Linked DNA regions of Oryzias latipes: region 1 is linked to region 2. The links are chromatin contacts, called in public Hi-C maps. All regions are on one chromosome and are shown on one strand. Each heading gives the region's core, a stretch centred on a gene start, on an enhancer-like site or on the middle of the called end of the contact. The rest is flanking DNA. Distances are from core to core; before and after follow the strand shown. Region 1 holds the start of ccdc146 (coiled-coil domain-containing protein 146). Region 2 holds the start of LOC101158653 (ras-related protein Rab-19-like).

Evidence for each region. Hi-C and Micro-C count contacts between places; a contact is called where the count stands out from the background.
Region 1: a Hi-C map of fibroblasts shows a contact between it and region 2, with 2.9 times the contacts expected there. The contact joins the promoter of ccdc146 here to the promoter of LOC101158653 in region 2. A contact is called at or near these places in 2 of 5 Hi-C or Micro-C datasets (fibroblasts and gastrula embryo).

What each region holds. Positions count from the first base shown.
Region 1 is chr23:12,614,185-12,618,778 of ASM223467v1, forward strand. It overlaps ccdc146 (coiled-coil domain-containing protein 146), which reads left to right and starts at 2,223. Exons shown (of 21, transcript XM_023952484.1): 1 at 2,223-2,366; 2 at 2,962-3,110. The coding sequence starts at 3,003. fgl2 (fibroleukin) reads right to left here. Exons shown (of 5, transcript XM_011491048.3): 5 at 3,280-4,594.
Region 2 is chr23:12,464,023-12,468,766 of ASM223467v1, forward strand. LOC101158653 (ras-related protein Rab-19-like) reads left to right here and starts at 1,648. Exons shown (of 4, transcript XM_004083011.4): 1 at 1,648-2,556; 2 at 3,888-4,071. The coding sequence starts at 2,362. LOC105357076 (tetraspanin-8) reads right to left here and starts at 341. Exons shown (of 9, transcript XM_011491045.3): 1 at 44-341. The coding sequence starts at 199.

The DNA of each region.
Region 1 (4,594 bases), core at 973-3,472, 150 kb after region 2:
AGGATCACCCCGTTTTATCTCGTTTTTGTTGCTTTGGATTGATTTTTTTCCTTTTTTCTTTTCCTTCATGCATGGGAAAATCCTGTATGTGCGGGATAATAGCCAAACAAAATGACATTATCTGGGAAAGTCAGTCGTTTTGCCTGATGACTTTAAACGGCTGGTTTGATCGTACAGAAAATCAGGTCTGAGGAACGGGAAAAGCCATCAATGTAATGACTCTTAAATCTGTGGCTTTATTACTGCAGACTATAACGATAAGGCTTGTTCATGCAAGAGCCTCTATGTAAGGGAAAAATTAGCACTTAAGGAGTCTAAAACTAGTAATTCAGCTATTTAGGAAATGATTTTTAAACAGGTTTAAAACACCCAAAGTATCATCAGTTCAATACAAATCTTTTTGAAGAAAGGTCTCAAACAGAAACTGAGTATTTTATACTTCATACATAAGAACACCCCCCAGCAGCTGTTCCAGGGAGTGAGTGATGACTCCTGCAGGGAAAAAGGCAATGGGTCAAGAGCAGTGTTACATCATCATCACCTAAGTCTCTTCAGTTCAGCTCAGTCTGTTTTTAATTTCTGCATGTAGGCCTCCCAGCATGTCCTCCAATCCAGCTGGCATTTGATGCCGCCACACACAGGGCAGGCAAACTGGAGCACAGCTCTCTGCTTCCCTCTGCTGGATGACTAATGTGTGTGGATGACATAATATGACAGCCTAAAGCTATTTGATTACTAAAATTACAGCGCCTTAGACATGACTTTAGAAAAAATTATAAATTGTTCCCTCAAATTTATAAATTGTTGCCACCATTTGGTATTCTGTGCGCATAAATTAGTATTTTGTGGCCACAAAGTAGCATTTTAATAGTATTTTGTACTAGTATTTTAGTAATATCAGCTGCTATTGCTAATTTGTGACCAAAATATTGATTACTATCCACAAAATGCTAATGTTCCACATAAAATACCAATATAATGCCAATTTGTGCACACAGAGCACTAATTCATGCCAAAAATTGTACAGTTGAGGGAACATTGTAGTTTAGTTTTTTTTAATGTCATTTCCAGGGCATGTTGGATTGAAATTTATTCCAAATATATTCTATCAGTGTAAGTCAGGTCTCTGCAGGCCCGTCAAGTTCTTCCATACCAACTTCAATCAGTCATCATTTTATGGATCTTCTTTACTGCAACAAAACTAAATCACACAAAGTATTTTGGTCTGGTTTCTTGTGTAAATATCTGATTATACTTGATTCAAGACAAAACTAACATACTTAGAACTTTTTAGTAAGACATAACACTTTTTGGACAATATATCTTGAGTCTTTTGATCTTAAAAACATCTTATTTTTAGCAAACGCACTGATTTTTTAAACAATATTTTACTCAAGTTTTATTTGTGAATGGTAAGCTGTCTTGTTTCATGATATGATTTACTTCTTTTGACTCACAGCAGTTCAAATATATTTAGCAATGGCAGAACAAGAGTTTGAAAATAAACACATATTTATGTGTAATTTTTAAAGAAATGTATCTCAAAATGAGTCATTTTAACATGTTTGTGCTCTAAAAAATAAGGATTTGGGCTGTTGTAGCATTTAAATAAGATATAATTGGGGGAAACTGTGTAAAAATACGTTCTTTTGTGTAAAACCTCCTAATTTTTAAAGATATAAAACTATTTTACTGACCAATACGCACTTATTTAAAGATATAATTCCGATTAGCAGACCAATATACCAAAACATGAGTCTTTATAGCAAGTTTAAAGATTTAATTTAATCTTTTGGTGTTTTATTTTAAGACATCTTACCAGAACAAAGTCAACTGGTTCTATTTAAAAAAAAAGGCTTTAGTATCAATTCACCATATTGTTACCCTTAAACAGCTGCAATAATTAAATCTATATCTGTCTAAAAACTCACATTTTTGTTGATCCTAATTTATGGTTCTTTAGTTGGGAATTTTTGCATTTATGTAGTAAAGTTAATGTCCTTGCAACCTCTTGCATAGGTTTGCACTTTACAATTTACTAACTCAGTTAATTGATAAACAATATGGACATAACACTTTGACAAGAACTGTTTATGTCTGTGTGTGTGTGTGTGTGTGTGTATATATATATATATATATAGTGTTTCCAATTTAACAATTTAACCTTTAGGCTAACGTGCTACACGTATTAGGGTTCTGTTCATTTATTTATGTCTTTTTTAGACAACGCGCAGCGTCGTTGTCATGGTAACGCGCTACAACTAGAGGGTAAATCTCTGCCTGCGTGTGCCTGTCTCGTCAACTCTTTTAAAAGTTGTTTGAGGTCGAACTTCAAGCAAACGGAGAAGCGGAAAAGTCTTGTAGGCGTGAGTATAAACGAACAAAATTAACCTTTAAACTTTTACTTTCGTGTTTTTTTGTTTTTTGTTTTTTTTTGTTTCAAATCGGTAGCCACTAGCTTAGTATGCAAAACCGAAACGCTCGTGCTCAACTTTTTCTTTTCAAGCTAACGTGGCGTTCGTAAATGTGCCTGAACAAAAATTCAACCGAAAAAATATCCAACCGTCCGGATCAAATCAATGCACATAACAAACTTAAAATTTATACTCATCATTAACCATTTTTGCTCTGCTTTTCTACACAAATTGTGCGTGTGACTAAGCACAGATATCTCTTAGCAAAAAGTAGTGCACCCAACGTTTATTTTACTAAATATCTGTAAGTATAGCAAGTATACTACACCATGTATACTTCTGAATACAAAATAAATTGGAACATTCCATGTTTACAGTATATAGATAGTATAGAAAAATAGACTTCAAGTACACTGCCTCACTTTTATATACCAAGTATACTTCCTATAGACCCCTTTTTACTACAGAATAGTATTTCTGGTAATGTGTTGTGCATTCTCTGTTGAATCATATGTGTAGATTTATAGAGTTGTTTGCTTTCCCTTAGAGATTCTGTTTGAGGATCAACAAGATAATAAGCCTCCAGGCATGGAGGAACAAGGGAACACTTCTCCACCTCATCCATCTCTCCAGGAAGATCAGCCCTCTGTCAACGTCGCTGTCTCTGCCTGTCCTGCTTTTCAATATCTTGAAGAGGTAAGGAGTCATGTCACTTTCAATCAGATTGTTCAACAGTGACAGACATATAAAATCGTTTTAAATGACATATTATGTGCCAGAGAAGTCGTTTGTCTAACTCTGATTTGTAAATGCAAAGGAAATTCTGACCAATAACTTTTTTTTTATATTTAAAAAACAGCTTAATTTCAAGCACAACTATTTTTTTTATTAAAGTAACCAGTACAGACAGTAAATAGACATTAAAATAACTTTCCAACAATAATGTCTGTCGCTCTTTGAGTAAACATCTCATTCACTTATCTGTTAAGGGCATGCAGCACCTCATCCTTCCTATTTACAGGCTTCTCTACTAGACCGGACACACTTTAAAATATCACATGCTAAACTTACATTTTTATGTACACTTTTTGTTTTCATAGCAGAAGACTAAAAGCTGATCAGGCATCAGGGAGTCTTTAAACTACGAAAAAAACTGAACTCCATTCAGCAAGAAAAAACAAAAACAAAAAAAACTTAAATTTCTCTCGTATAAAAAGTGCATATTTTTGGTTATGACAAATGGAAATGCATCGTAGAAAACATCCATGTGAACCAAGAGTGGTGAAGAAGGATGACAGTTTATATACAGTCTTCATCAGTACCATCAATAATTGGACTTTACTGCATTTGCACTATAAAACCTTTCAAAAACAAAATAAATACTGTACACATCCTTAGATTGAATCCTCTTGTCTTGTCTTTGCCATCCACAGTGTGTTTAAAAAAATGGTATGATGCTGTACAGTTTTCAAACATTAGGTAGCAGTATTGTACAAACAGTGAGTTAGCCTACAGATAAAGAATGTTATATGACATCAAGAGGTGTGCAGTAGAGATAGTCGAACTCGGAATAAGGTTAGAAAAACACTTGGAACTGTTTAATGTCATGATCAGTAGCTGCTGTCAGGAACAATTTTCTAGAGAATCAATAATACAGTGCGTGTAGCACTCACAGGGGGAATCTTTTCCGGCAGCACGCTTTATATTGTTTGGGAAGATAATCCATTGGCAAGCTGTCTCTGTTGTAGTTTAAGCTAGTGGCACCAGAATGTTAACTTGTGATCAGCTTGCAATGAAAAAATAATGTAACATTTGGACTCTGTTCACAGCAGGATGTCTTTTCTGGATTCATTTCATATCCCCGAAAAAAGAAGAAAACATATCATCCACTCTCATATACCTCACTTGGGTGGTTGCTGTTAATTATGGAGTCATTTACAGCGGAGAAAATGATAGGTCATTAGTTTTTACCGCTGGAGTGTGCTGCGCCGCGACTCAGCTGGGTTTATAGCAGGAGGCAGCAAGTGTAGAAATGTCACAGATGGATGACAAATTGCTCGTGTTAACCTCACGTGTGATATTATGGCCCTTTGTGGGAGGCTGGCCTTTCACACTGCATGTGTATTTTCCTATTGTCATCCTTGTTCACAGGTCATTCTCTTTTATTGTGAAAACCAACC
Region 2 (4,744 bases), core at 398-2,897:
CCTTGAAGTGAACCTCCATGCAAACCCATCGGAATGTACCCACCATGTGCACTGCGTTGGCAAAGATGAACGGCCGCTTCAGGCTCGTCTTGTCCGCGACCACGACCACCGAGCTCTTCTGCATGATGCTGCTCTGCCAGCCCACGAGAGGCTCTTCCCCACGGCCGCCACGCACCTGAGCTGGAGGATGGAAGGGCATCCGAGCTCCGGATCCGCAGCAGCAGCCGCACGCACACGTCACCGGTGCGCTGGCTGTGAGGCCTTCGAGGACACTCGGAAAGGTTGGCACCGACTGGCTGCACGTGGGATGCCCACAACGGAATTTTTGAGCGAATAAAAAGAATTTGACTCGTGTTTGGATCTATTACATGCAATTAAAGCTTAATTACTGTTAATTAAATCAATCAAACACTAAATAAAATAAAAAATTTGTATCTGCAGACATATTATGACTCGTTTTCAGAATATTCACTTTTTTAAAATCTCAAATCCAGTCATGTCAGATGTAAAACCAGATTTAGTCGGATTTTAATTGGTACGGGGTGCAGGTGAAACATTGTGTGTGTGTGTGTGTGTGTGTGTGTGTGGAGGGGGCTAAGGTGTACTGAAAGTTTGGGGTGTCCCCTCCGATGCCCCAAAATTCTCAGAAAGCCGTGCTACATTTTTTGTTGTTCAAAGATTTTCCTGACATGACCATTTGTACTTAACGGGTTAGGGCACGCCCCCTTATTTGTGTGTGTGTGCGTGTGTGTGTGGGGGGGGGTCTTTCATCAAATTGTGGATTTTTCCGGGGAAGTGGCAGTCACTGGATATGGGGGGTGGGGGGCACTGTCCCGCCAGTGCATATATCCGGCCTTGAACATGAGTGCAGTTCCACATCTCTACAATCGGAGATGGGCAGATTAGTCAAACTTTTTAAAGTCTCAGTCTGATCCTCTTTTGATTGTTTTTTATTTATTTATTTTTTTTTACAGTTTTTTATTTTATTTAATTAAGTTAGAACAATTCATATTAATCAATGTCTGAGCAGGGCTACAACATAAATATGCCAGAATTTACATCCCCAGTACTCTAAGAAAATCAATTTTTTGGACACAAAAATCCTTTTTTTTAATTATAATTGTAGCTTAATTCGCACTTAGCACAAATATAAAATAAATAGTAATAGTAATAATAAATTATTAAACTAATTATAAAGTGCATCTAGATTATTTATTTACTTAATGCTTTTAAACTTCAAGGCTGCAAAAACTGGAAAACCAGATAGTTAGCATTTGAAATCATTTTGATTTGCTCTGATTTCATTTTAGTATTTCAAAAAATGTTTTATTGGATTTGATTTTCTTTTTTTAAGTTTGTATTTTTTTAGGTAAAGTCTCTGCTTTTACCTCGTCAGATAAAAGCTGCGCCTGTTGTTTTGTCATGTTGTGGAGAAGTATTACACTGTAAAACTACATGAAATGGAGAGGTAAACTCATAAAGTTAAGCCCCATTCACTTTTACTTCCTTATACCCTCTGATAAAGGAAGCTACATCAACATTTATTACAGGGAAACAAACTTTTCATCTGTTGAGCTTGTTCTGTGGTTTTTTACTACATTTCCCACAATTCCACAGGAGCTACAAGGCAGGGCCATAACTGGAGAACAGGTGGGGCAGGTTTGTGTTGTCACCACACAAGCTATGTGGAGAGAAAGAGAAGGTTAGAGGAGAAAGTCGGAGCGTGAGAGGAGCAGGTGTCCCAGAGGATCATAACTTCCATCTCCTGACTCCTTTTTAAAAAGAAGATCCTGGAACCCAACATGAACTCACGAGGACCCAAAAGGATGTGAATTCATGCCGTGTTCTGCCGAGGGCAACAAAGTAAGTCAACACCTGAGCTAAAATGAGAAACTGAACTGAGTCTGTTCTGTCCTACAAGAGGAAAGGGGGGAGGTCGGATCTGCCTGGGGGGCGTACGGACGAAGGAGGACAAAACTGGAAAGAAAATCCCACATGTGGGGTTTTTTTGTTTTTGTTTTTAAAGACTGATCCTGTTATAACCTTTTTTGATTTGAATTTTTTTTTTTTTTTTTAAGACGGCAACTGAATTTTTGTCATTTTGTAAAAAAAAATAGAATTATTAAATTCTATTTTTTGCAAATTTAAGCAAAACACATGAGGACTTCCTAGTCTAAACAAAGTTGCTGCTGGGTGCACCACCTGCTCAATAACTGGAACTTTTTTCACTTGAACTGCAGAGTTGTCTGTCAAAACTCATAAAGAAAACACAACATTATTTGACCTTAAAGGTTAAATATTCAAGGAGCAAGAAGGAACATTTCCGTCCCAAAAAAACCCTCAAACTTTTAAAGATCTACCATGCAGGAATCGGGGCCAGAACACGACGACTCCTTCGATTTTCTGTTCAAGATCATTCTGATAGGAGACACCAACGTTGGGAAGACCTGCGTGGTCCAGAATTTCAAATCTGGGGTGTTCTCCGAGAAACAGCAGAACACCATCGGGGTTGATTTCACCGTCAGGACGTTGGACATCGAGGGCAAGAAGGTCAAGGTTGGTCTCCATTGTGATGCGTGGTTCTGTATGGACATGGTGACCTATGCCCACAAACTGTCATTCATCTTCTCAAACGATTTAGAGGTGACGCCTCCTTTTGGTTACAGCGCACTTTGGCTCCGCCCGAAACAAGTTAAGTGAGCCGTTTACCTGAGGAACCTGTTGTTCGGGTTCTTCTGCCTGAGCTGTCTGTGCAGACAAAGAGTAGAACGCCCCTTGAACTCCTTCCTGTTGTTCTAAAAAAGGAAGTTAGCATCATGATTAGTTCTGCATTCACTTTTCTGAAAAGCACTTTCTATCGATCAAAACTTAGTATAAGAAAGGAGCTAAAATGGGTTTTACGGAGTTCAACTTTTTTTTTAATGCTCTCACCAATAAAATATTCAAACAAGAAAGACTCCGCAACGCAAATAAATAAATCAAGCAATTCATGACTAATTATCAAACTTAAACCTGTTTTTCAAGTCATAAAGTGCATTAAGATGAATTATTTATTTCATCTTAATGCCCCTTTTTTATGAACCTCAAGGCTGTAAAAATTGATAAAAGGAAGCTTTTGGCTTCATTTGGCTTTTCCGATGTTTGGTTTGATTTGATTTCCCTTTTTCAATCACAAAGTAAAGGAGGAGTAAAGGAGTGAAAGAAAATCTTTCTTTTAAAACATCTTACAATGATTGTTTTTACGTGTTAAACATATAATAAATTAAAGATAAAAAAAACACATTAAGGTATCAGAAATAACTTCAGGAAATTGTCTGTACATGGTCCCATTAAGCCTCTTGTTTCTAATTTATACACTTAAAATTCTCAACTCATTTTTAAACATTTGAACATGTTTATGATACTTCCCTCTGTGTTATTCCAGATCCTCATTCCACTGACAGAAATGCACACACTTTCTTGTGTCATCATAAGCAGTTATTGTGACAGGTCTTTTTTTATTATAAAAAAAAACAATCTACAGTATGTACTGGTTTATCTGGAATGTTTGCAAAGCCAACACGTGAGAAAAACGAAAAATATATTTTTTAAACGGACTGTTAGTCATACATGTAAAAGGATTGATATAGTTAAAAATATTCTAAATAAATGTTGTTTCTGGTTTGGTAAAAGGAGACCCTGCATGGTCTCTGGTGATTCTGAAGTAGTTGCTACGACACCAGAGAGGTTGGTTCAGTCCTTGGGGAGTTTTCTCAATGACAACACAAAGTTCTTTGTATTCTCCCCATCGGGGCCAAGACAACTGCTCTCCTGACACTTTCCAGTGTTCCTGTGCGCAAATATTGAAGAGTTTCTTGAGTGCTGGTGTAATGCTGTGCTTTGCTCAGATGCAGGTTTGGGACACCGCTGGTCAGGAGAGGTTCCGAACCATCACCCAAAGCTATTACCGCAGTGCACACGGCGCCATGATCGCCTATGACATCACGCGACGGGCGACCTTTGACTCGGTGAGCCACTGGATCAGGGAGGTGGAACTGTATGGGGCGGCAAACGTGGTCCTGGTGCTTATAGGTGAGTGGGAACTGGACTTTTCTTTGTCTGTTTTTTCAAAACCCATTTAATCCAATTCAGGGTTGCTGGAGCCTATCCCAACCGCAAAGGCAAGCTACACCCTGGACTTCTAACACATACACAGCCCTGCGATGGACTGGCAACTTGTCCAGGTTATACTCTGCCAATGCCCAACAGTAGTTGGGATAGGCTCCAGCAACTCTGTGACCCCAAAAAAGATTAAGTGGGTTTAGAAAATACATGGATGGATGGATTATCACAAATCTGATCTTCTTGCTAGATTGCACTAAAACTTTGTGGATCATAGAGTTTGGAATCATATGAGGGCTTCATGGAATACTTTTTAACAATTTAGAGTGGCATTTTAAAAAACAACACCACAATATCGTACATGTAAATGCTATACTACCATTAGTATCTTATTTGATACACATATTTCTGAGACCTCTGTCCCTGTGTTTTTCAACCTTTTTTGAGCCACGGCACACTTTAACCTTGACAAAAATCCGGCGGCACGCCAGCATCCAAAAAAAAAAAAAAAGCAGAAACTCATAGTCTGTATTGATCGACAGACCCCCCCCCCCGCAATCTCACGTGCATTTTGTGATAATTGTGGCAGAAAAAGCAGGAAGTTGCAGCTGTTTTATATAAAAGATGAAATAAAGTTAGAACA